7 separate regions of the Mus musculus genome follow, and regions 2, 3, 4, 5, 6 and 7 are each linked to region 1. A link is a contact called in public promoter capture Hi-C and targeted proximity ligation data. All regions are on one chromosome and are shown on one strand. The core of a region is the stretch at or near the end of the contact, and the rest is flanking DNA. Distances in the headings are between cores, read along the strand shown. Region 1 holds the start of Rnf139 (ring finger protein 139). Region 2 overlaps Atad2 (ATPase family, AAA domain containing 2). Region 3 has its middle 17 kb from the start of Trib1. Region 4 holds the start of Trib1 (tribbles pseudokinase 1). Region 5 holds the start of Fbxo32 (F-box protein 32). Region 6 has its middle 11 kb from the start of Gm36193. Region 7 has its middle 31 kb from the start of Gm36193.

Region 1 (2,981 bases), core at 241-2,740:
TTCTTTCTTGTTAACTTTAAGGTGAGCACTGCGGGGTCACAGCGCTGGGTACTGCATCTCCGCACACTGAGGAAGAACAAAAGGGAACCATCCCTGAACACCAGAAGCCTTTCTAACGCTCTGGCAAACACCAGCTGTGCACCAGAAACCAAACACCTAACTTCTCCAACCTCATTTCCTCACCTGTAAAGTCTAAATAACACGATCCACCTTTGAGGAGTGACCGACGGATTAGGTAAAACCTGTGAGAATGCTTTCTAGCAGACAAATGTAGAAGAGTTACTGCCAAGAACAAAACTGCTTCTTTATTGACGCTCCTTTTCTGGGAGAATAAGGCAGCAGAGGCGCTCGCACTTCTCAAGGTCTTGGTCAGGACCTCACTACCAGGTACCCGCACCCCCAACCTTTCAATAGCAAGAACCCACCTAAAAACTCATCGTAATGATCTCATCAACAAAACCTGCCAAGCTGTAATTATCTGGAAAAGATCTCTTTATGTGTTTCTCACTTCTGGTATGTAGCACAGAGAGAAATAGAAAGTGAAATATAAAATACTTTTAGCACTCAATCCATATGAAATGAAGACTGATCTTTCTAGTCTCCCACAGATGTCTCATCACCCTGGGATGGTAAGCTTTCATAGTCACATCCAACACCTTATTATTTACTCATAGAAAGAGTTTAGGGGTTCGTTGTAAGTATAACCTTCCTCGCGGTGACTTTTGGAAATGGTTTCAAGGACTGACATTCATGGCTTGAGTGGCCATTTACCTCAAGTACTTCACGATCCGGTGGACTCCAAGACACAGAAGTGACAACGTATTCTGCACTGTGAAATGGGTAGACAGGGGGCTCAAGCTCTGGCTCAAGTCCAAGGTCACACACGGCGAGACCCGGAGAGCTGTTTTTCCAGGGCTGTCGCATAGGACGCTGGAAGCCAGCAGTCATTCCCCAAGAGAAACAGCAGACAGACAGCCGCATGCTCACACAGCCGTGCTTTCTCCTCGCCCATCCAGGTGCCAACCGAGCAGGGCACAGACCCGCCAGCACCACTCAGCTGTCAACGCTGGCACGAGTACCACGGGTCCCCGCACCCCCGCCAAAAGGCCCTCTGGGGAACCAGACCGTGGTTCCCCAAGCCGCGTGCCACCAGTGCCCTGCCGTTCCCGTCGGCCTGGGAGAGGGCACGCCTCGGCCAGCGGGCTAGCCCTACGCCGTCCTTACCAAGGAGCCGGAGAAAGATCTGAAGCCCGATGCAGAACCGGCTTTGGCTGGAATCGTAGTAGGAGTTGAAGATGGCGTCGATGATGTAGAGGCAGGGCACCCGGAGCGCCACTTCGAGCGCCGCCCAGACCTGCTGCTGGGCCATCCGCACCTGCTGCTGCGGGGGCCCCACCGCCGCCATGAGCCGCTGCCACACCGGGGCTGGGCGGGCCGGGCCAGGCAGGGCGGCGCGGGGGAGGCCCGGGGCCGCGGCCGGGGCGGGCGCCGACGAAAGTGGCTCCGCCCCCGGCCGCCTCCTGTCCTGTGTCCCGGCCCGGCCCGCCCCGCCGCCCGCTCGCGTCCCTCGGTGGAGCAGGGGGCGGCGGCAGCGGCTGCCGGGAGGCCTCGGGGCGTCGGTGTTTCCGGCCGGCTAGGGTCTGGCTCCTCCTCCCTCCAGCGCCTCCCCCGCCAGCGGAGCCACCATCTTGACCCCGCCTGCCTCGGCCGTTGCTGCCGTTGCGAGGCCCCCGAGGCGGCGCCCGCGGTCACTCGAGAACGCGGAGCCGGCGCCGCGGCCCTGCGTCACAATCCGGCGCGCCGCGCAGCGTCAGCACGCGGGGCCCGGCGAGCCTCGAGCGTTGCCATGGTCCCCGCCCGCTTCGGCTCGCCTAGCCTCGCCTCGCCTCGCCGCGGGGTGGCGCTCGCGTCGCCGGCCCGCCGCGTCCCAGCGCCCGAGCGCCTGTGAGTGGCTGCCCCTCGGTGTTGGCGTGCCCCGAGCGTGGGATGCTGGGCTACTGCGCACCGACAGTGTTAAATGTCTAGTAGAGCCCAGTGAGTGTCCCTTGAACTCGCCTCGTCCTGCTTGGGAGATGAAAAGCTGGAGGACGCCGCCCTGCCTACCTGCCTCTCCCCACCCAGAGGCCAGGCCTGAGGAATGGCAGGGGAAATAACCTGCGAGGCTGCACAGGGCGATCCCAGCCAGACTTGGCACTGGCCTTGAGTTGTTAGGTGTTGCCAAGAAAAACACACTCGCATCTGTTTACACATCTCCCTCCCTGTCCCCGTGGACGGTCATGCACATTTTATTAATGGCTTCGGAGCCTGACTTACGAGCAAGAACCCAGAACTCTCTGAGGTCTTTGATTTATCCTTGTCCTGGATAAATCCTTAATCAGAGTTGAGCGCATTCTTTCGCCGCTCTTTCTTGCCTATCAGTGGAATTGGTATGACCTGGCTGTTGTTTCTCTGTTCCTTCTCCAGCAAAGGAAGAGAGTAAGGTCAGAGGCTGAACTGTAGACTTAGCTGTTTTGGTTTAAGGAACACAAAATCGCAAACCAGGAAGCCTGGTTGACTTGGGCTCCTAGCTCAAAGCGCACAAGCCAGTTTACAGCAGGACTCTAGAAGTTGGACCTCCCTTCCCACTCCACCCCACACCCGCACAGGGAGGAGGTCTGTAAATAAAATTATCAGACTTTAACAGAACCCTTTTGGGGGAAGGTGTTTGGAGCAGGAAGATGGCACCTCCACCCAGTTTTGTGGTTTGGGCTTTGTTTGCTCACTTTCCCCTCTTCCATCTGTATACGAGGCACTGTAGGCCCCGGTTTTCTTTTACCAAAGCCTCTATATCAGCTATTACGATAGGCATTTGCTCTACCTGTTTTATCAAGGTTGAGACTGGTTTAGATAAAACGAATTGCAAGATCACAAAGGTGCTAACAGGTGGGACTGTGTATGCCCCAGACCAACAAGAATCAAAACCAGAGTTTGAACCTAATGGT
Region 2 (2,981 bases), core at 123-2,622, 800 kb after region 1:
CAAGTGCTGGGATTAAAGGCGTGGGCCACCACGCCCGGCTCAAAAATACATTTCTTAAAGTTGAAATCATTTGCTTCTTCCATAATGGGACGTTGAAACTTCTGCTTTCGGAACAGCGTGTGTTGGAAAGCTTGTTTGAGAATGGCTACTAGAGTTTAAGAGGCTATGTATGGAGTTTGTTGGGGATGTAGTGATGGTGGTAAGGATCAGACCTAGGGCCCAGTGTACACTTAAGCACATGCCTAACTCAAGAGTTTAGATTTTAGTATAGTTTAAAGTTGAGCTGCCTTTTCTTATGTAGCTATTTAAAATATTTCTGAAGTTCAGTAATTTGGATGCCTTCATTAGTAGATGCTGTCCTATATACCTATTAAAAATGCCAAACACTGATAACATTGAACATGTTCATATTGATAGAGATAATATTGTATAGGTCTAGTGTGTATGGATCTGGGATCTCCGCCCTTGAGGCAGAGACGGGAAGATCAGGAGTTCAAGGTCTTAGCTACATAGTAAGTTTGAAGCCAGCCTGGCTACTTGAGACTCTGTCTCACAAAAGCAAATAAACAAAGGATTATGCTTAATAGTTTTCATTGAAGTTTATTATAACTTATTTCAGATGTGTCCTTTTATTGTACATTTTGTATAATAAATGTTGAAGTTGAAAACTGTTACTCGTTTCTAGTTCTTGTGTGAGTTCATACGTGCCATAACTTTTGTGTGGGAGCAGAGGACAGCTCTGTGACGTCTTTCTTTGCTTCCATGCTTATATGATGTGAATCTAGGGAATCAAACTAGATTACTGGGGTTGTATGTGTACATGTGTGTATGCGTTCATGTGTGTGTCTGTGTGCATATGCAAATATATTCTCTTATTTTGTTACAACATTTTACATTTTCAAGATAAAACACAATTCCAAAATACAACTAACCCAGTTTCAGTTCCTGTCTTTAAGTTTTAACCCAGGGTCATGTCTGATGTTAATTACTGTATCTGTGTTACCATGTCTGATGTTAATTACTGTATCTGTGTTGTTATGTGATGTTAATTACTGTATCTGTGTTGCCATGGAGCAGTCAGTACCAGTGGTGAGCACTGTGTGGGGTTTCTAGCCACTACACCTAGTCCTAGAAGAGGGAGGGCAGGAAGTCATTACTGAAACTGCAAACACCCTAACCTCTCTCTGTGTCCTCTTGCTATATCTCAGTAGCTCACCCAGGAATAGTAATTCCATCTGTAATAAATAGACTTGGTGGATGCACAGATCCTCTACCTTGAAGCCTTGTCAGAGTAGAATGGTAGGAAGTATCTTCTCCATGGGCGCATTTCCACAGGCCCAGTCATCAATAACTTTGTATCTGTCATATGCTCAGAAGCTGCAGTTTCTATTTACTTTCTAGCTGTACCTTGCCCTTATCCGGGAGCATTATAACAGTCCTAAATGTTTCCTCCAAAAGAACACAGTCACTGAAGGCTATGAAAAAAAGCACACAATAATTGTTGGTTAATTCAATCAATATTGTTGACTGGAGGAGGCCTGTGCTAAAACCAAATCATATTAGCAGAATGCTGGAGGAGTTTTGATTGGAAGTGATGATAACGAAGGGAGAATCATTTAAACCCATCTTAATGTGGATCTCGGGATGGGAAGTGTCCAGAGACTGACTGTAAGATGAGGAAGGAGGGCTGGTGAGATGGCTCAGCAGTTAAGAGCACTGACTGTTCTTCTGGAGGTCATGAGTTCAAATCTCAGCAACCATATGGTGGCTCACAACCATCTGTAATGAGAAACAAAGAACCTATGGGCTGGAGCAAGAGGGGGGAGGGGGAGGGGGAGGGGGCAGCGGCAAAGAATAACAAAATAAAAAAGATGAGAAAGGAGATTAAATGTGTTTTTAATTGGTTTATCTTAAGGAGAATAGCCCACTTTGGGATAGGAGTGCTACAAATTACAAACCAAGAGAAAGGAGAACATCTTTTTTTAAAAGTTAGAAGTTTGTTTTAGTATGTGTATGAGAGGAGATTTTATATATATACAGAGAGAGGGGAGATATTTGAGTGTCCCCAGAGAGCACACCCTTGGAGGTGTTTATGAGCTAACCAGTGTGGGTGCTGGGATCTAAACTCTAAACCTCATTATAGAGTGAGCAGCAGGTGCTCTGAGCTGCCTGGTCCCCAGTCCCCCAGAAGATGATTTTGATTTTGTTGTTGACTTTTAGGAAGAAAAGTATCATTATTGAAATGGGGGCGGAATGGGTTTCAAATTCCCTGCTGCAAGCTGATATTACCAAAGGGGTTGGTGATATCCTGTGTGTAACCTGCTCTGCTGCTGCTCCTCCTCCTTCCCCTCCCCCTCATTCTTTCTCATTCTCTTTTTCCTCCTCTTCATTTTTCTTCTCTTCCTCTCTTAAATGTTATTGTTTTTTATTTCGTGTGTATAGATGTTTTGCCTGCACGTGTCTTGTACAGCAATTGCATACTATGCCCTTGAAGGCCAGCAGAGGTGGTTGGATCCCCTGTAGCTGGATGAACTGACAGCTGTGAGCGTGGGTGCCAGGAACTGAGCCTGGGTCCTCTGCAAGAGCAGCACGGGCTCTTAGCTACTGAGACATTTCTCCTTTCTCCCCTACCCTCCGTCCGTGCCTCTTGCTCACCCAGCCCATGGAGTTCTCTCTATTGATACTACATTTATTGCAGTTCACTCCAATCCTCCCATCTGCGCCTCATGTTGAAACTTCAGGTGTATGGAGCAGCCACTAGCTGGCTCAGGTCCTAGTTCTTTTTTTGTTTGTTTTGTTTTTGTTTTTTTGTTTTTTGTTTTTTGTTTTTTTTCGAGACAGGGTTTCTCTGTATTGCCTGGCTGTACTAGAACTCACTCTGTAGACCAAGCTGGCCTCGAACTCAGAAATCCGCTTGCCTCTGCCTCCCAAGTGCTGGGATTAAAGGCGTGCGCCACCACCACCCAGCAGGTCCTAGGTCT
Region 3 (2,981 bases), core at 280-2,779, 780 kb before region 1:
AGAGCAGCCTGAACTCCATAAAGAGTCGTCTGGGAGAAGGGGAGGAGGAAGAAAGCAGGAGTGTGGTGGGGCTTGCTGGCTGAATCTGTCAAATCACATCCATCCGCACCCTGGAAAGGAGTCCGCTTTATAGAAAAGAGACCTCACTAAACATAGCTTTTTAAATCATGCAAAACAGCGTTTGGGATACAGCTCTGATGTCGAGCGTGCCTGAGGCCCTGGGTTCCATCCCCCAGTATGGCTTAAGTTAGACATGGTGACACAAACCTTCAGTTCCAGCCCTGAGGGGGTGGAGGCAAGGAGATTAGACGTTCAAGGGTATTCTCTTCACTTCTCCTAGCTTTCGATGGTATAGAAATCAGAACGGCTGGCTGTAGGCGTAGCTCAGTGGTACAGAAATCAAATAGGCTGGCTAGCGGTACAGCATGCATTCCATGCACCATGGCTGATTAGCTTGTTTCCTTACACAACACGAGACCACCTTCCTGAGGATGGCAATGGCCACAGAGGACCCTCCCACACCAATCATCAATCAAGAAAATGTTCCAGAGACGGGCCCACAGGCCAACCAGATGGGAGCAATTCCATAATCCAGGCTCCCACTTCCCAGGAAACTCTGATTTGTGTCAAGATGATGGAAACAAATCTTAGTACAGTGGCGCATAGCTGTGACCCCAGAACCCTGAGAGGCTGAGAAAAGATTGTGAGTTTGAGGTCAGCCTGGTCTACCAAGTAAGACAATATCTAAAGAAGGTAGCAGGGAGAAGTACAATTTGAGAGAATCATACCTGTAGGGTCTTCTAAACCAATCATTATGCAAATATTCATGTGTATTTGGTGAGTCCTAAATACTATTCCAGCCACTGGGAGTTGGGATTATAAAAGTACAAGTTGCTGAGGTAGATCTGATATAGGGAATGGCTTGTTCCAGGTGTTCTTTTAAAGTCCTCTCACTATCCTACTAACACAATTGTTAGCAAAAGCCACGTCTTTCCAGATATGGAGACTGAGGCATAGGGAGATTTTTTTCCCTGTCAGGCTGACTAGGAGAGTCAGACCTGGAATTTTAGCCCAGAAATTCCAGCTCCAGGCACTTTCTCTTCAGACACCCTGGCAGGTTCTAACCTCTGCTGTGTGTGCCCTGAGGTACCTGGGAACCCGACTCAGAATGCCACCTTTCTCAGGTCAATTGGATGTCCTCCAACTCTCAGGCCTAGTGAGGTTAAGGCTCCCAGACTGGACTCCCAGTGAAATAAGATCCCGCATGGCTTGGAGCTGACGCAAGCCGGCTGCCTCTACCTGCAGAGCTGCTGAAAAGCTTGCCTCTGGGGTGTGGAGGAATGTTCTGCCTGGCCCAAGAGCTGGATTTTACTATGGCCACCCCTCCAAGGCTCTGCCCACAAATAGCCTGTCCAATAACTCTGCTAGTTTCTGGCTTGACGGGATGAAAAGGATATGTCTGCCTCTGGGACGTCAGCACCACTTCAGGAAGCAGTGTGGGGACGAAGCCAAGGGCATGCTGAGCCAGCAGGGACTGCTCAAACTGTTCCAGCAGAAGGCTGGGGAAGGAGCCTGGAGGTCATGTGTGCCCGGGCCTCCCACTGTGCAAATAGGAAAGCCAGGTCCAGACAAGGGAGGTGGCTTGCTTCCTCCTCAGGCTCCTGCGGCTGCCTTGTGGAACACAGGAAGATGCCAGTCTTGGAAAACTACACCCCTGCCCCAGCCTACCTATGTAACTTAGCATCCAAATCCTTTTCTTTTTTCTGTTGTTCCCAGAGAGTGGCCTTGAACTCCACTCTCATCTCCAAGTCACAGAAATCCTCCTGCTTTAGCCTCATGGATACTGGGATTACAAACACGCACCATCGCATATGGATAGCATGCAGGTCTTCGATCCCATCTGTAGGATGAAGATGATGACCGCCCTGGAGAAGGCCATCAACCCTGCTCAGGTGGCTGTGGTTACAGCAGTCCCTCCTTGTGTGCTACCTCACCTGCTCTGTCACAAATAGTCTGAGTTTCAAGAATTAACTTCTCTCCATTGAGGCACAGCCTGTGTTTCACACTTTGACTCTTCCCTGGGTGCTGGAGGTTCTCAGGCTAGCAGCAGCAGCAGCCTCACCCAGGAGCTAGCTGAAAATGCAGAGGCTCAAGACTCACCCAGCCCTGATGAACAGGCTCTGCCTCCCGACAAGGGCCCCACCCCACCCCCAAATGTCCTTCCTTCCCATCACTTTTTCCTTCCTTCCTTCCTTCCTTCCTTCCTTCCTTCCTTCCTTCCTTCCTCCCTCCCTCCCTCCCTCCTGGCCTTTTATTTTTAATTTTACTTCTTTACTTAAAAAACAAAAAAGGGTCCTAGCCATGTACCCCAAGCCACTCTCAAACTCTGGGGTTTAAGCAAGGCCTAGTGGTACACACGTGATCCCAGCACTTAAGAGGCTAATGCAGCAGGATTGTCCCAAGTTCATGGACAGCTACAGCTACATGTCAAGAACAGATCTCAAAAAAGAAGGATCTGGGGCTATCTCTGATGATAGAATGCTTACCCAGCACACACGAAGCCCTGCCACCTGGCTTGCCCCTGCCACCACCTAAACCTGTTGTGTCAACACTGGGAACCAGTAGGGTTATTTTGTTATTTGGGATTTTGAGTTCAACCTGGGCTAGAGACCCTGCCAAAAAAAGAAAAAAAAAAAAAAAAAGAAAAAAAAAAGAAAAAGAAAAAGAAAAGAAAAGAAAAAAGAAAAAAGTCAGGAACACCTGGATTCAAAGCTCAAGAGATCCCCCTGCCTCAGCATCCCGAGCATGGACTTGACATGGACACATTATCACTGGGTAGTTTTGGTAGACTGAACACTGGGCTTTAGTGATCTGCTACTGATAAGCAACACGGATTGAACCACACGTTTTTAACCATTTGGAAAATACTTTATGAATTCGTATTACCCATCTCAAGGATAAGGAGGCTAAACTTGAGGTGG
Region 4 (2,981 bases), core at 185-2,684, 760 kb before region 1:
GCCTTCCCACGCTTAAGACCACCCCATCCCAACACTTCCTGGGGTGGGCTGTATGCTGGTCCCAACAGGAGTTCAAGCCCAGAAACCCCTAGGTAAAAAGAAGCCCGACTTGGTCTATACAGAACCCATGCCGCGAGCCTCGCGCAAAGAGCTTGCCAGTTGCTCCAAGTCCCGAGGAGGCACACACTGCAGGGCGTCCTTCCAGGACAGGGGGAGGAGGGGGATGAGAGCAGGGCAATGGCATGGCCCTGGAACCCATTGCAATTCCAAACTTAAATGGAACGCCACGCGCTAGCAATACAGAGCGCCAAAGAAAAGAACAGAGATAAAAGAACTGAACCCTGCACTTCCTCTAGACCGCCTAACCCTCACCAAAAAACACTCCACAGGAAAGCACTCAACCTCCAAAAACACGAAGCTGACCAAAATACCCTCCTTATCCAACTAAACGCCCTTATCTGCTCTGCCAAACCCAAGCGCTGGCGGGACTGTGATCCCGGTGGGCCGGAACCTAGGCACTTCTGTGGACGATCCAGACCCGCAACCTCCGCCCCAGGATGCTTACCTTGCAGCGCAGCTCGCGGCCGGTGTGGATGCACAGTGCCCGGGACACATGCTCGCGCTCAGCTAGGGGTAGCAGCAGGTAGTCGGCGATTCGGCTGGGCCCGGGTGAGCTCACACAGCTGCCGCCGGTCCCCTGCGTGGAGGGCGGAGGCTGAGGGCTGCAGGGCGAGCCAGGGGGACTGAGGTAGTCGGGGGGACTCGAGCACTCAGAGAGGCGCGGACACTTGGCCGCCACTGCCCCCGCGTCGTCCGTGTCCAGCAGGCGTTTGGCCGGGGTTCCCCGGGCAGCCGGAAACAGTAGACCCGGACCGCGGGGCTGCGAGGCGCCGCTCAGGGCAAAACGCACGGGACCGACCCGCATCGCGGCCCTGGCCGGAGCGGCCCCGGCTTTGTAAATCCCTGGATCTGCGCTGTGACTTCTTCCAGTCGGCGGGATGGAGTTTGCAGATAGAGCTTGGATCGGTCCCCAAGAGGAGCCGTTCCAGGACGCTGGCGTTGTCCACCAGAACCACGTTGGCCACGCGTCCAAGGGTGGGAGGCCGGCTAAGGTCTCCAGACCCCCACAGGCACCAGGTCTGGGCGCCTCGTTGGCGGTGGCCGCCGCTATTGTTGCCGAGGCTGTGGATAGTCCGGGACGTGGAGACGGCCCGAGTTCCCGGGTGTTGAGCCTCGAGGACAGGATTCCACAGGCTCCTCGGCTTCTCCGAGCAAACGCACTTCCCAAAGCAATTAGTCTGGCGTAAAAGCCGGTACAACTTTTCCGCGCCGCTCGGAATCCTGCGCGCTCCTGGGCTCCAGGCGTGTGAGCGAGCGAGACGCGCTCCAGGAGAGAGAGAGAGAGTGACCGACTATGAGTGTGTGTGCCGCACTGATCCCGGCCAGTGCACTCCTTCTCCTTTTCCTCCACCTCCTCCGCCTCCCGGTGACTCACGCTGTATACACACACACACTCACAGCCCGGGCTGTGTAAACAGTTGGGAAGCCGGGTTGTGCAATGAGGTGGCTGCGACGACTCCGGCCCCGTCGCCCGGCTTGCAGTCACCGGAGCGGAGGGAGGAGACTAGGGGGGAGGGGAGGTGGAGTTGGAGGCTGGAACTGTAAGGGGTGGCTGGAGGCCTGGGGATGCTCCTGACCGCGCGCGCCGAGGCGCAGGTGGGAACGTCCTGGGACGCCTTGGGCGCGCGCACACGCCCCCCGGGTTGGGCTGGGCAGCAGGCTGCGCGCGCCCCACCGCAGGCCCGCGGGCCCGTAGCCCAGGGAGGGGGCGGAGGCAAAGCTCCCGTGACGTCAGGTTCCCGGGGAAGTGGGCGGGAGGGGCGGGGCAGCAGGGGCGAAACGACCGCTGATTGGTGCGCGCGCATCATTCACACAACACAATGGAGCACCGAGCTCCCGGCGGCCGCGCGCGCACCTCCTGGCTGCGCACCGGCAGCTGGCTGAGACCCAGTGGTCACGCCTTTATCCTAGTGGGTCCCCCCCTCCCCGCCGTTCTGCACTTTGGGGAGCTCCCGGTGGAGCTGTGGGCGCCGTCGAGTCGCGGCTGCAGCCGGAGGAAGGGGCGAGAGGAAAGGTGATGAATTCCATTATCAGTCATTCACCCCCACGCGGTAGTTCCGGGGAAGACCTGTGCGTGGTAGTGAATGTGGCTTTTTTTTTCTTCCCCTCTTTTCCTGCCCCCTCCCAACTCTAATCCCCAGCGTCTGTTCGCTTCCACAAATAGAACCTTCTGTTGGATGAAATAAAAGCAAACACTGGGCCTTCTGCTCTGCCTCCACCTCCACGCCCCTCCCGCGCCTGCCGCCCGCCCGGATTGCACGGAAATAGCCTCTCCAAGCTCCTGGGCCGCCCCTTCGCGGTGACTCGCCGAAAGAGCTTCCTGAGCTCCGGCCGGTGGGAAACAAAGGATGTGGGGAACTGGCGGAAGGGGCCCACGTGGCTGGCGCCAGATTCCTGTCCCCTCCCGCCTGCAATGCGCGCCCGAGGGTCTAGGGCGCCAGTGCGGCCAGGAGTATTGGATACTGGGGTACGGGTCATTCTATTCACTGCCAGGGATACCATCTGCACGCGGACAAGGTCGCATGTATACTTTCATATAGTTTGAGTTGTGTGCTCTTGAAACTGGCTGACCTTGCTCCCTGGAAACAGCTTGCAGTCACATTTTGTGTTGCTGGGTTTTGTTTGGTCCCCCCCCCCCCCACTTCTTTCGCAAACCAGGTCAGTTTGGAGTCTCTGGATCCTCACTTAGCATAGATGCCTATTATCAAAATCCTTTCTTGCAATTATGCTGAATAATTAATTTTCTAAAACCAGGTCAAACCCAAGAATAAATCCTTTTCATCATTAATTCTCCAGTCATTCAACAAACGCTAATTAAGCATCTCCAAGGGTTAGTTAGGCGCTGGGGATTAGGAGACTTA
Region 5 (2,981 bases), core at 134-2,633, 670 kb after region 1:
TAAAGCACCTATATCTTTATCCTGGTGCTGGGAGACAAAATCCAAAGAATCAGAGGTTCATCGGCCTGCCAGTACAGACAATAGAGAGCTCCAGGCTCAGTGAGTCTGACCCAAAGATAAATAGGGACAAACGTGAGCAAGGAAGACACCTGACATTGACCTCTGCCCACCGCGGGCACACAAATGCACACTCTCTCAGAGGATGGAGGAAGATGGGATGGTTATGAATGGCCAATTCTGTGCCTGGTGGTAAGGCACTGGGCTGAGATGTCTCTAGACTAAAAGGGAGTTATGTTCTGCATAACAGGGAGGATCGCTCTGAGTTGAGAAGTAGCATAAGACCCTAGGTAATCACGGACTTAACCCTCTCTGAGGACCCCACAGCCTTTCACCTGAAAAACAGACTGGCCACCCCCTCGTGTTAGGAGAGATAAGCTCTTAACAGACTCTCTTCCCTTTCTGAAGCGGCCGTGAAACCCAGGAGGACTTTATAGCTAGAAATCAGAGAACACCAGGAATTGAACTCTGCGTAAAGGAAGAGAAAGAAGGGTTCCTGTGGTTCCACAGCCAAAAAAGCCCAACCCTGGGGCACTGGAGCAGCGAGTGTAGCCTGAGACTCCTTCCTGACTCCACGACCCTGGAGGCTTTGTTCTGAGCCAGGCGCCTCGACGCCAGCGCTGCTTGCCCAGAGTCCCTCAGAGTGGGACCCAAGACTGTCTCAGCTCTTCACTTCAACGCCATGGGGTCCGGACGCTGCGGGGGCCTCTTCTTTCCCCTTCCTTTGCCACTGGGGTAGTCGAGCTTGACAGCAAACGCATCAAATGACAGCTTTAAGGCGGAAGGAGTGGGGGTAGTCCCTCCCCGCCCCTACCGCACTGGGTCCCCTCTTTCACTTAGCACACCCTGGCGCCTGGAGTCGGTACTGGCAGTAAGAGAGGTTCAAAGAATGCACCCCTACCCGTCCCCAGACGTTCTGGCCTCCCCCAAGGCTGATCTGCCTGCAAAGATCGGTCCCGCAGCTTCCAGACCCTCTGGGACTGACAGTTCCCAACTCTCTAGGCTTCCTTGCTACACCCTGCTTGTCCGGGACCCGTAGAGGGGACCTAGTGCCGAGTGCAAGACCAGGATCTTGGTGGCGACAGCTACGCCTGATGGGGGAGTAGGGGAGGTGCAGAGGTGCCAGGGCACCGAGGGTCAGCGGGACATCTGGCCTGGCCATGCGGCTTCAAGTTTCCACGGACGCAAGGTTGTGCAACTGCGAGCAGAGCGAGAGCCGCGGGCGCCTCGGAAAACAAGGCGAGCCTATAAACAAAGCCACGTGGCCTCGGGGCGCGGGGGGGGGGGGGCGGGCTAAGAGCAGGCGGCTCTTCCGGCAACAAAGAGACGGGGCAGCGGCCCGGGATAAATACTGCGCTCGGGCAGCCGCTCAGCATTCCCAGAGTCAGGAGGCGACCTTCCCCAACGCCTGCGCCCCTGTGAGTGCAAGGATCCCCGCGCCCACCCAGGATCCGCAGCCCTCCACACTAGTTGACCCACTCTTGTCCCGGTCGCCGCCTGCGTCGTTCCCCAGCATCTTCCCAACGCGCCGCATACCCTGGGCAAGCCAGGCCGGTTCCTGGCTGTCAATCCGTCCCGTCCGTCGGTCGCGTCCGCGCTCTGTACCATGCCGTTCCTTGGGCAGGACTGGCGGTCCCCGGGCCAGAGCTGGGTGAAGACGGCGGACGGCTGGAAGCGCTTCTTGGATGAGAAAAGCGGCAGCTTCGTGAGCGACCTCAGCAGGTGAGGACATTCGCCGACTTCCAGCCCCACAAAACTGATTTTAGCTGGTCGGGGACGAGGGGGAAGTGCACACCTCAGGGGCAGGTGAAGGAGGGCAAGCAGGTCTGGGCCAGAATAAAGAGGGGGCTTCCGACTGAAGGGACAGGAGTGAGGTGCCGGGATTTCGGTAAAGGTCGCCAGAACCCGAGAGATGGGTAATTTAGTGTCTCCTCCTGATCAAGGACAGTGTCTCCCAGCAGAAAAGATCCCATACAGAACCCAGGATCCCTCAATCTGGCAATAGGGGATTATGTCCCTAAACACTTGAACACAGGCGCACAACTCATGGACTCTTCCTTTAGATCCCGCAATTGCAGTCACTGTTTTAAGTGGGTGCTAGCGACTTGGCTGTTTGCCTTTCACTGTCCTATGACAGGACCCCAAGAGTACAAGAGCGGTAGTAGTCACAAGCCGGATGACGGGCCCTGCCATGAGTGCTTGAAGGCTCTTCCCACGCGCAGTCGACGGCTGAGTGGGCCGAGAAAAAAAAAAAGTGACTGGGAGGGGCAGCCGATGGGCCCCGGGACAGCTTGCGGAGTGGGTCGTTGTGGTAACGCTTAGGGGCTGCGGAGGGAGGCAGGGAAGAAATGCAAGAACAGTGCTCTGCTTCAGGAAGGACCAGACACTTGCACCTGTTTCCTCCGTGGCCCTTTCGGTCTTTATACCGTGAGCACACTCCCATCCTTAGTGGTGCCTGCCCGCTGCAGAAAGACCACCCAGACTTGAAGTTTCACCTGAGCTCCGCTGTCTAGTGAAATCTGAGGTCAGAACAAGTGCCCACTCATAGAGTATCAGGTCAAGAATCAATCCCCAGCCTGGACAGCTGACTCCCTGAGACACCTGAGGAACCGACAGAAGTTTGTTTGGAGGCGCTGGTGCAGTTGAAGTCACCTTTCGGTGCTCTCTCCTCCCACTGTCCTTTGATTAACACACACACACACACACACACACACACACACACAACCTGCATCCCTAAGCTGACTTCAACAGAGACTTTTGTGAGTGTGCCAGGTGACGCTGAGTGAGATTTGCCAATGGTTGCTTGAATAAAGGTTTGGTAATTAATTATCAAGAAACCAGTGGGACCTCCAGGGCCTCCCATTTGTTTGTGATTTGTAATGCTTGAATTCCCTTTGTCTCCTAATGAGGTGAAACAGTTCCCT
Region 6 (2,981 bases), core at 136-2,635, 630 kb after region 1:
CCCCAGCTCCCCCTATATCACCCACCTTCCTCCTCCCAACATCAAATCCTCACTTTTTTGTTGTTATTATTAATAATTTCCAGGTCCAATCAGTGCTGCCTTTATAGGCATGACTGTGGGACCATTCACTGTGGCAAGAATTACTTAATTCTTGTGTGTGTGTGTGTGTGTGTGTGTGTGTGTGTGTGTGTGTGTGTGTGAGTACGTGCATATGTTTAGTGGTTCTCAACCTTCCTCATGGCTCTTTACTTGAGACCCTTTAATACCCTCATGTTGTGCTGACCCACAGTCTTAAAATTGTTTTCTTGCAACTTTGTAACTGTGATTCTGCTATTGTCATGAATAGTAATGTAAATATAAGATTCGTAGAACATCTGATATGCAGCTCCAAAGAGGTCACAACGCACAGGTTGAGAACCTCTGCTCTACAGCCAGCTTTCCTGGCGCTTGTCAGCCACCTGACATGGGTGCTAGGAATGGAACTTGGGTCCTCTGGAAAAACAGCAAGCGCTCTTAGCCTCTCTAGCCCCAAAGGTGGTTTTTTTTAAGAGAATGCAACAGACAAATCTAACCTAGTCTGAAGCCTCGGGAAGAGCTTCCTGAGGGGGAAGGAGTATATGGTTGGCTTTATGAGACTAGAAGCCTCCCCAAATGGCACACTGATTCCTACATCAGACCAGTATATCAGATACAAGATTTCAGGAGGAGAAGTAACCTCAAAATGTAAGCAAGAAGGAGCCTGAGCCTTCCACTAATGGAAGAATAAGAATTCAAGTCAACCTGATGTAGCTGAGAGAGGCATGGTAGAACCTGGTCTCTTCTGATTCTCCTTTAGGGTGCAGCTCAAGCAAGATGATTTTAGCTCATAGCCACTGTGGAGAACCACTAACATGCAAGGACAAAAACAAAACAAACAAACAAACAAAATACCCAAACAACAGCAACAACAAAACATGACCCATAACTAGCTTCAGGTTTGATCTAGAATCAACCAGAAAAAGGCAGTACTAGAAAATATAAGCAGTAGTGAGATGAAGAAAGAAAAAGAGACAAAGCTAAACTGGAATAAGCACGAGGACCAGAGAGTAACTCTTCCAGCCACCTAGACTTGGTGTCTCCTGTAGAATACTCTATATAAATGTGGGACAGAAAGCCAGGTATGTGCTCCTCTGAGGTCTCGTACACAAGCCATGTGTCAATGTCTGCTGCCCTGGTAAATGCTCAACAAGTCTATGCTTGGGAGCCCTGGCATATAGTGTTTACTGATTACCGTGGTGTAAATACTCCTGGGACAGCAGGGTTCACGTTACTACCCCAATCCCTGAGAGCAAGGCTTGGAAGAGCTACACTCCGTGGACTGGTTTAAACTGGTTCCAACACACCACTGGCCACCGCACGTTACCCTGAAGGATTCCTAGACTGAGGTCACCCAGGAATTCTAAGCATGGAGCACACTTAATTTTCGACCTATGAGTAATACGTACTTCCTGTTCACTAAGGTTCTAGATGTAAGGGGAGAAAGAGCGGATTTACACTAATTAGCTCCCCCTACTTTCTGAGCAGGGGAGAAGCCCAAAGATGATTTGTCTCCATCCCTTGAGAAGCTGCCATGGGAGTAGGGAGGCCAGGGGTGACATAAGGAGGTAGTTAAATATTGAAAGAGGAATTTGGGGAAAAGTAGTCTCTCCTGCTCCCTTCCCCTACCCCGTTTGTGTGTGTGTGTGTGTGTGTGTGTGTGTGTGTGTGTGTGTGTGTGTGTGGTGTGTATACGCACATGTGCAGGTTCTGGTGCAGACATGTGTATTTGCACATGTGTAGAATTCAGGGGTTAACATCATAACATTCAGGTATTTTCCTCTCTTCTCTTCACCTTATTGGTTGAGACAGATCTCTCACTAAATCTAGAGCTCACCAATTTGGCAAGACTAGCTAGCCAGCAACCTCCAGGGGCCCTCCTGGGGACAGGAATACAGCAGCACGCTGCTGTGCCTGGCTCTTTACTAAAGATCTGATCCCTGATGTATGCGCATGCAGCTTACTGACTGGACCATCTCCCCAAACCCTGAGTCCCTCTAAATAGGAAGTTTTGAAAGTTTCTGTTGTGCTGTACAGAGCACTGCCCTGCAGGTTTTCCTAGGTGTGCTTTCCTGTGCTTTCAGAGTTCACCTGGCTTTAAAGCAAAGCTCTGAACACAGTCTCTAGAGGATTGTAGAGTAATAGAGGCTGCACCAGGCTGGTAGCAGAAGCCAAACTTGATCGACGATATACTCTTTGGCCTCCCTGTGCACTGTATAGAACCGGGAACAGGGTGTTAACTCTTCAGACAAGGAACATATTTCCCACTCTGCCTCCTTTGTAGTTAAGATGTTTGATCTAAACTCTAGATATTCCCTGGGAGAGTGGGGCACCTCACAGCCCTCTGGCAAACCAACCACAGACAGGTGTGCGGTAGAGGACTGGGTGTTTTCTTTCTGGGACTCTGAATCACTACAGAATGCATTGTGTGCTGGCTGTGTGCCATCCAACTCAACAATTAGAAGGCACCCTTTGAGGGGTGCGCTGATAACGAAGACACGGTTTTCTATCTCCCTAGGCAAAAAGGATGGAACCGGAGCAAAATGAAAGTTCAGACAGCACTTCAGCTCTGGGCAGGAAGAGCAAGCAACCAAACAAAAAATCCCAAGAGACTCCGAGGGCTAAGAAAGGTGGCTCAGCCTGCAGAATTTATTGCACTCCAGAGAGGAGTGCACACAAGCACACATGCAGCAGTCACTAATAGGCTTGGGAGAAAGCATGGAGCAGAGAAACCCAGAGCAAGCCTCCATATTGCCTTATGCATAAAATTATAACACTATTATTAAAGTACATTTGACTTATCAATAGGACTATTTTTATTTTGACAACATTAAAGATACCTTGCAGTTTAAGTAAAAGTAAATTATATTTCCGGGCTGGGGAGATAGCCCAGTGCATAGCAGTGC
Region 7 (2,981 bases), core at 237-2,736, 610 kb after region 1:
GTTATGGATTTATAGTCACAACCCAGCAAGTCTTTACCTAAGATTTATCACAGAGGGATTATAGCACACATGCACCCTAAAATGTACCAAAATGTTCACAGCAGATTTGTTCATAGTTGTTCCAAAGGGATGAGATGGTGTTAGATCACGGAACTGCCCCTTCAAGACACTGGTCACTTAAAGATGTCAGATCCCACACACAAAGCTGGTCTCCCTTTCTCCCTCTCTCCATCCCACCTGCCCCCAAACCCAGACAAAAGGGTAAGAAGCCATGCTGTGCTGTGGCTTCACAGACCCTATGCCTGGCTCTTCCATGCTCCTTGTCACACAGAACCAGTAAGAGAAAGACAGAATATATACAGAAGACAAGTGACAAATGACTAAATGGAGAAATGAATAGATAGTTTTCAAGAAACACAATCCTAGACACACTCCGAAACCATCTTTAAGAACTATGTGAAATCCCTTACATCAGTCAGGTTGACACTTAAATTTATCCATCACTGTCTTCTTAGAAGTTATGATCCTCAGGCCAGGTGGGGTGGTGCATACCTTTAATCTCAGCTCTTGGGAGGCAGAGGCAGGCAGATCTCTATGAGTTCATGGCCAGCCTAGTTCACAGATAGAGTTCCAGGATAGCCAAGGCTATACAGAGAGACCTTGTCTCAAAAAACAAAAATCAAAACAAAAAGTTTAAGTGGGTAAAGTGGAGGATTCACTCAGATATCCAGCACCCACATATGAGACAGGCATGGCAGCATATGCCTATAACCCCAGCCCTAGATAGGGGGAGGCAGACACAGAAAGATAACTGGGACTTGCCAGCTGGGTGGCCTACCTAAAATGGTGAGCTCAAGGTTCATTGTCTTAAAAAGTAAGGTAGACATATAATAGAGAAAGACACTTGCTATCTACCTCTGGCCTAGACACATGCACATAAAAATCACACACACACACACACACACACACACACACACACACACACACACACATTCACATGCATACATATACTACAAAAAATGAATAAAATAAGTAAAAAAGTTGGAATTTGGTCCATTGAATATGGAGTAGGGGAGGGCAGGGTTGCCAAGTAGGTGACATAGCAGACCTTGGGTCCCAAGCTGGTCAAGGAGGGAAGTATATATAGACAGTAACCAACTTCATATTCAATATAATGAACATCATCTTCAACTCAAATATAAGTATTTCTCTAGCTTGAGCTTTAAAACTAGACCAACCCCCAAAACTTAGTTTTTTAATGTACTTTTAAAATTCATGTTTCTAATGTCCATGAAGATACGAAAGCCCTTGGGGAAACTGGGTATTTGATGTGCCCTAATAAGCCTGTCTTGTCATAGGATGACTGATAAGATGCAAAATTCCTGGGAACCACATTCTTGTGCAATCTTCACCAAAGAAGGGGACTTTGCAGAGAATCCATAGGCTCGGCCACTTCCCAGCACAGGCTGACACCAGCCAGCTCCAGCTACCAACCCCATTCCATCACCAACAGACTTCAGCCAAGGTTCTCAGCTCTGTTACCCTCCATCCTCTCATCCACACAGCAGGAATAAAAGTAGTGTCTACCTCCTCCATGCTTGAGGATGAGACAAGAAAAGTCGCACAAAGTACTTAACAAGGTTCAAGGCACATAACAGTCAATTAAAACAAAATGATGTCCCTGGCCCCAACCTATCAACTTGAAGGAACTAGGACTACTTCATAGTCTGTAGTTTCTGGGAGGAGCATTTCCCACTAGACCTTGAAGATAATATCCTATTGTTGACACCATATACTTTCATCATAGGACTTGGAGAGATGTAGGTAGGTTTGAACTAGGAGCCTCCTTCACAGATCTCAGAGTGCTAAAAAGTGCTAGTCAGGCTGTGAGGAGGGGAAAAATACTAGCTGTCTTACTCAGATAAGAACCCAATAAACTCTACAATAGTATATTGGCTAGTCCGTAGGTGCAATAGGGGCACCAATGTCTTAGAGAGTAACCAAGAGCTATCTCACTGGACTTAAGGCTCACTAAACAAGGGGAACTCGTGCATGGTATTGGAAATCTGACCAATAACCTGTGGTCACAGAACTCAGAGGAAAACCTAGTACTATAACATTACTAAACTGTTATAGAATCTAGGTTCCTTCTAGATCCTTATCCTTAGATACATATATTAGTTCAGATCTTACCCCTCACCAACGAAGCTTCTTTTTGTAGTGGGTGGAGTTAATACAGTAAACCACAAATGATCAAAGTACAGAGAATAAGTCACTGTGAACTTATTTATCCTAAAATTAGACATCTACATCATACTCACCCCAAGCCTTGGGGAATATCTCAGAAGACAAGGCAGAAAAATTGTAAGAGCCAGAGGTTAGAGAGAATTACTGCAAAACTTGACAGATGGCACATGTGAACTCACAGCAACTGTGTTGTTCCCCACAAGACCTGTACAAAATCAGGGTACTCAGTAGTCCAGCATAGATTTAGGGGACTCATGGGGCCTCACTCCTCATTGATAAATTATAAAAGTTGACAGATACTGAGAGAGAGAACATTTTCTTCAGAAGTGGGTCCCTTGATGGGTTGCCCATCTTATACAGTAGTCAGCCCTACAGCACACACGTGTAGGCAACACTGACTTGACTTAGGTGTTTAGATAGATAGATAGATAGATAGATAGATAGATAGATAGATAGATAGATAGATAGATAGATGGATGGATGGATGGATGGATGGATGGATGGATGGATGAACACATGGATGGATAGATAGATGGATGGATGAACAGGTGGACAGACAGACAGACAAATGACAGACAGGTGAAAAGACAACATGACATTGGGTAGGATGTGAGGGGAAGGTCAAGAGTTGGAGAAGAGGAGTGAGGAGTGCATTTCATGAAAATAAAATACATTTGTGTATTAAATGAAAACAGTTTTGGGAGATTTTTTGTTTGTTTGTTTGGTTGGTTGGT

The links. Promoter capture Hi-C pulls out the DNA fragments that hold promoters and counts their contacts.
Region 2: a contact with region 1 is called in a promoter capture Hi-C map of liver, with 4 times the contacts expected there. A contact is called at or near these places in 19 of 39 promoter capture datasets (the 3T3-L1 cell line, 3T3-L1-derived adipocytes, the C10 cell line and 14 more), 1 of 484 Hi-C or Micro-C datasets (muscle stem cells), 7 of 130 datasets of targeted methods (bone marrow-derived macrophages, craniofacial prominence, differentiating embryonic stem cells and 4 more) and 1 of 9 other capture datasets (embryonic stem cells).
Region 3: a contact with region 1 is called in a promoter capture Hi-C map of liver, with 2.7 times the contacts expected there. A contact is called at or near these places in 6 of 39 promoter capture datasets (the C10 cell line, the HPC-7 cell line, embryonic stem cells and 2 more), 2 of 484 Hi-C or Micro-C datasets (B cells and CD4 T cells) and 1 of 130 datasets of targeted methods (pancreatic cancer cells).
Region 4: a promoter capture Hi-C map of neutrophils shows a contact between it and region 1, with 3 times the contacts expected there. A contact is called at or near these places in 9 of 39 promoter capture datasets (the C10 cell line, the HPC-7 cell line, embryonic stem cells and 3 more), 4 of 484 Hi-C or Micro-C datasets (B cells, CD4 T cells and embryonic stem cells), 3 of 130 datasets of targeted methods (double positive thymocytes, extraembryonic endoderm stem cells and large pre-B cells) and 1 of 9 other capture datasets (liver).
Region 5: a contact with region 1 is called in a promoter capture Hi-C map of pre-B cells, with 9 times the contacts expected there. A contact is called at or near these places in 25 of 39 promoter capture datasets (the 3T3-L1 cell line, 3T3-L1-derived adipocytes, the C10 cell line and 15 more), 25 of 484 Hi-C or Micro-C datasets (the 4T1 cell line, B cells, CD4 T cells and 17 more), 23 of 130 datasets of targeted methods (DN3 thymocytes, the SCID.adh cell line, astrocytes and 16 more) and 4 of 9 other capture datasets (adipose tissue, embryonic stem cells, liver and 1 more).
Region 6: a targeted proximity ligation map of pancreatic cancer cells shows a contact between it and region 1. A contact is called at or near these places in 5 of 39 promoter capture datasets (the 3T3-L1 cell line, the C10 cell line, embryonic stem cells and 2 more), 7 of 130 datasets of targeted methods (bone marrow-derived macrophages, embryonic forebrain, embryonic limb bud and 3 more) and 1 of 9 other capture datasets (embryonic stem cells).
Region 7: a contact with region 1 is called in a promoter capture Hi-C map of the 3T3-L1 cell line, with 2.5 times the contacts expected there. A contact is called at or near these places in 10 of 39 promoter capture datasets (the 3T3-L1 cell line, 3T3-L1-derived adipocytes, the C10 cell line and 5 more), 4 of 130 datasets of targeted methods (bone marrow-derived macrophages and embryonic stem cells) and 2 of 9 other capture datasets (embryonic stem cells and pancreatic islet).

The regions. Positions count from the first base shown.
Region 1 is chr15:58,887,738-58,890,718 of GRCm38.p6, reverse strand. Rnf139 (ring finger protein 139) reads right to left here and starts at 1,490. Exons shown (of 2, transcript NM_175226.4): 1 at 1,225-1,490. The coding sequence starts at 1,405. It also overlaps a transcript of Tatdn1 not described here.
Region 2 is chr15:58,091,737-58,094,717 of GRCm38.p6, reverse strand. It overlaps Atad2 (ATPase family, AAA domain containing 2), which reads left to right. Exons shown (of 28, transcript NM_027435.2): 28 at 1-671. Among named protein-coding and RNA genes, the nearest start is that of Zhx1, 17 kb to the right of the region's middle.
Region 3 is chr15:59,664,154-59,667,134 of GRCm38.p6, reverse strand. No RefSeq gene overlaps it. Among named protein-coding and RNA genes, the nearest start is that of Trib1, 17 kb to the right of the region's middle.
Region 4 is chr15:59,647,107-59,650,087 of GRCm38.p6, reverse strand. Trib1 (tribbles pseudokinase 1) reads right to left here and starts at 1,434. Exons shown (of 3, transcript NM_144549.4): 1 at 566-1,434. The coding sequence starts at 925.
Region 5 is chr15:58,213,294-58,216,274 of GRCm38.p6, reverse strand. Fbxo32 (F-box protein 32) reads left to right here and starts at 1,383. Exons shown (of 9, transcript NM_026346.3): 1 at 1,383-1,779. The coding sequence starts at 1,664.
Region 6 is chr15:58,255,500-58,258,480 of GRCm38.p6, reverse strand. No RefSeq gene overlaps it. Among named protein-coding and RNA genes, the nearest start is that of Gm36193, 11 kb to the right of the region's middle.
Region 7 is chr15:58,275,521-58,278,501 of GRCm38.p6, reverse strand. No RefSeq gene overlaps it. Among named protein-coding and RNA genes, the nearest start is that of Gm36193, 31 kb to the right of the region's middle.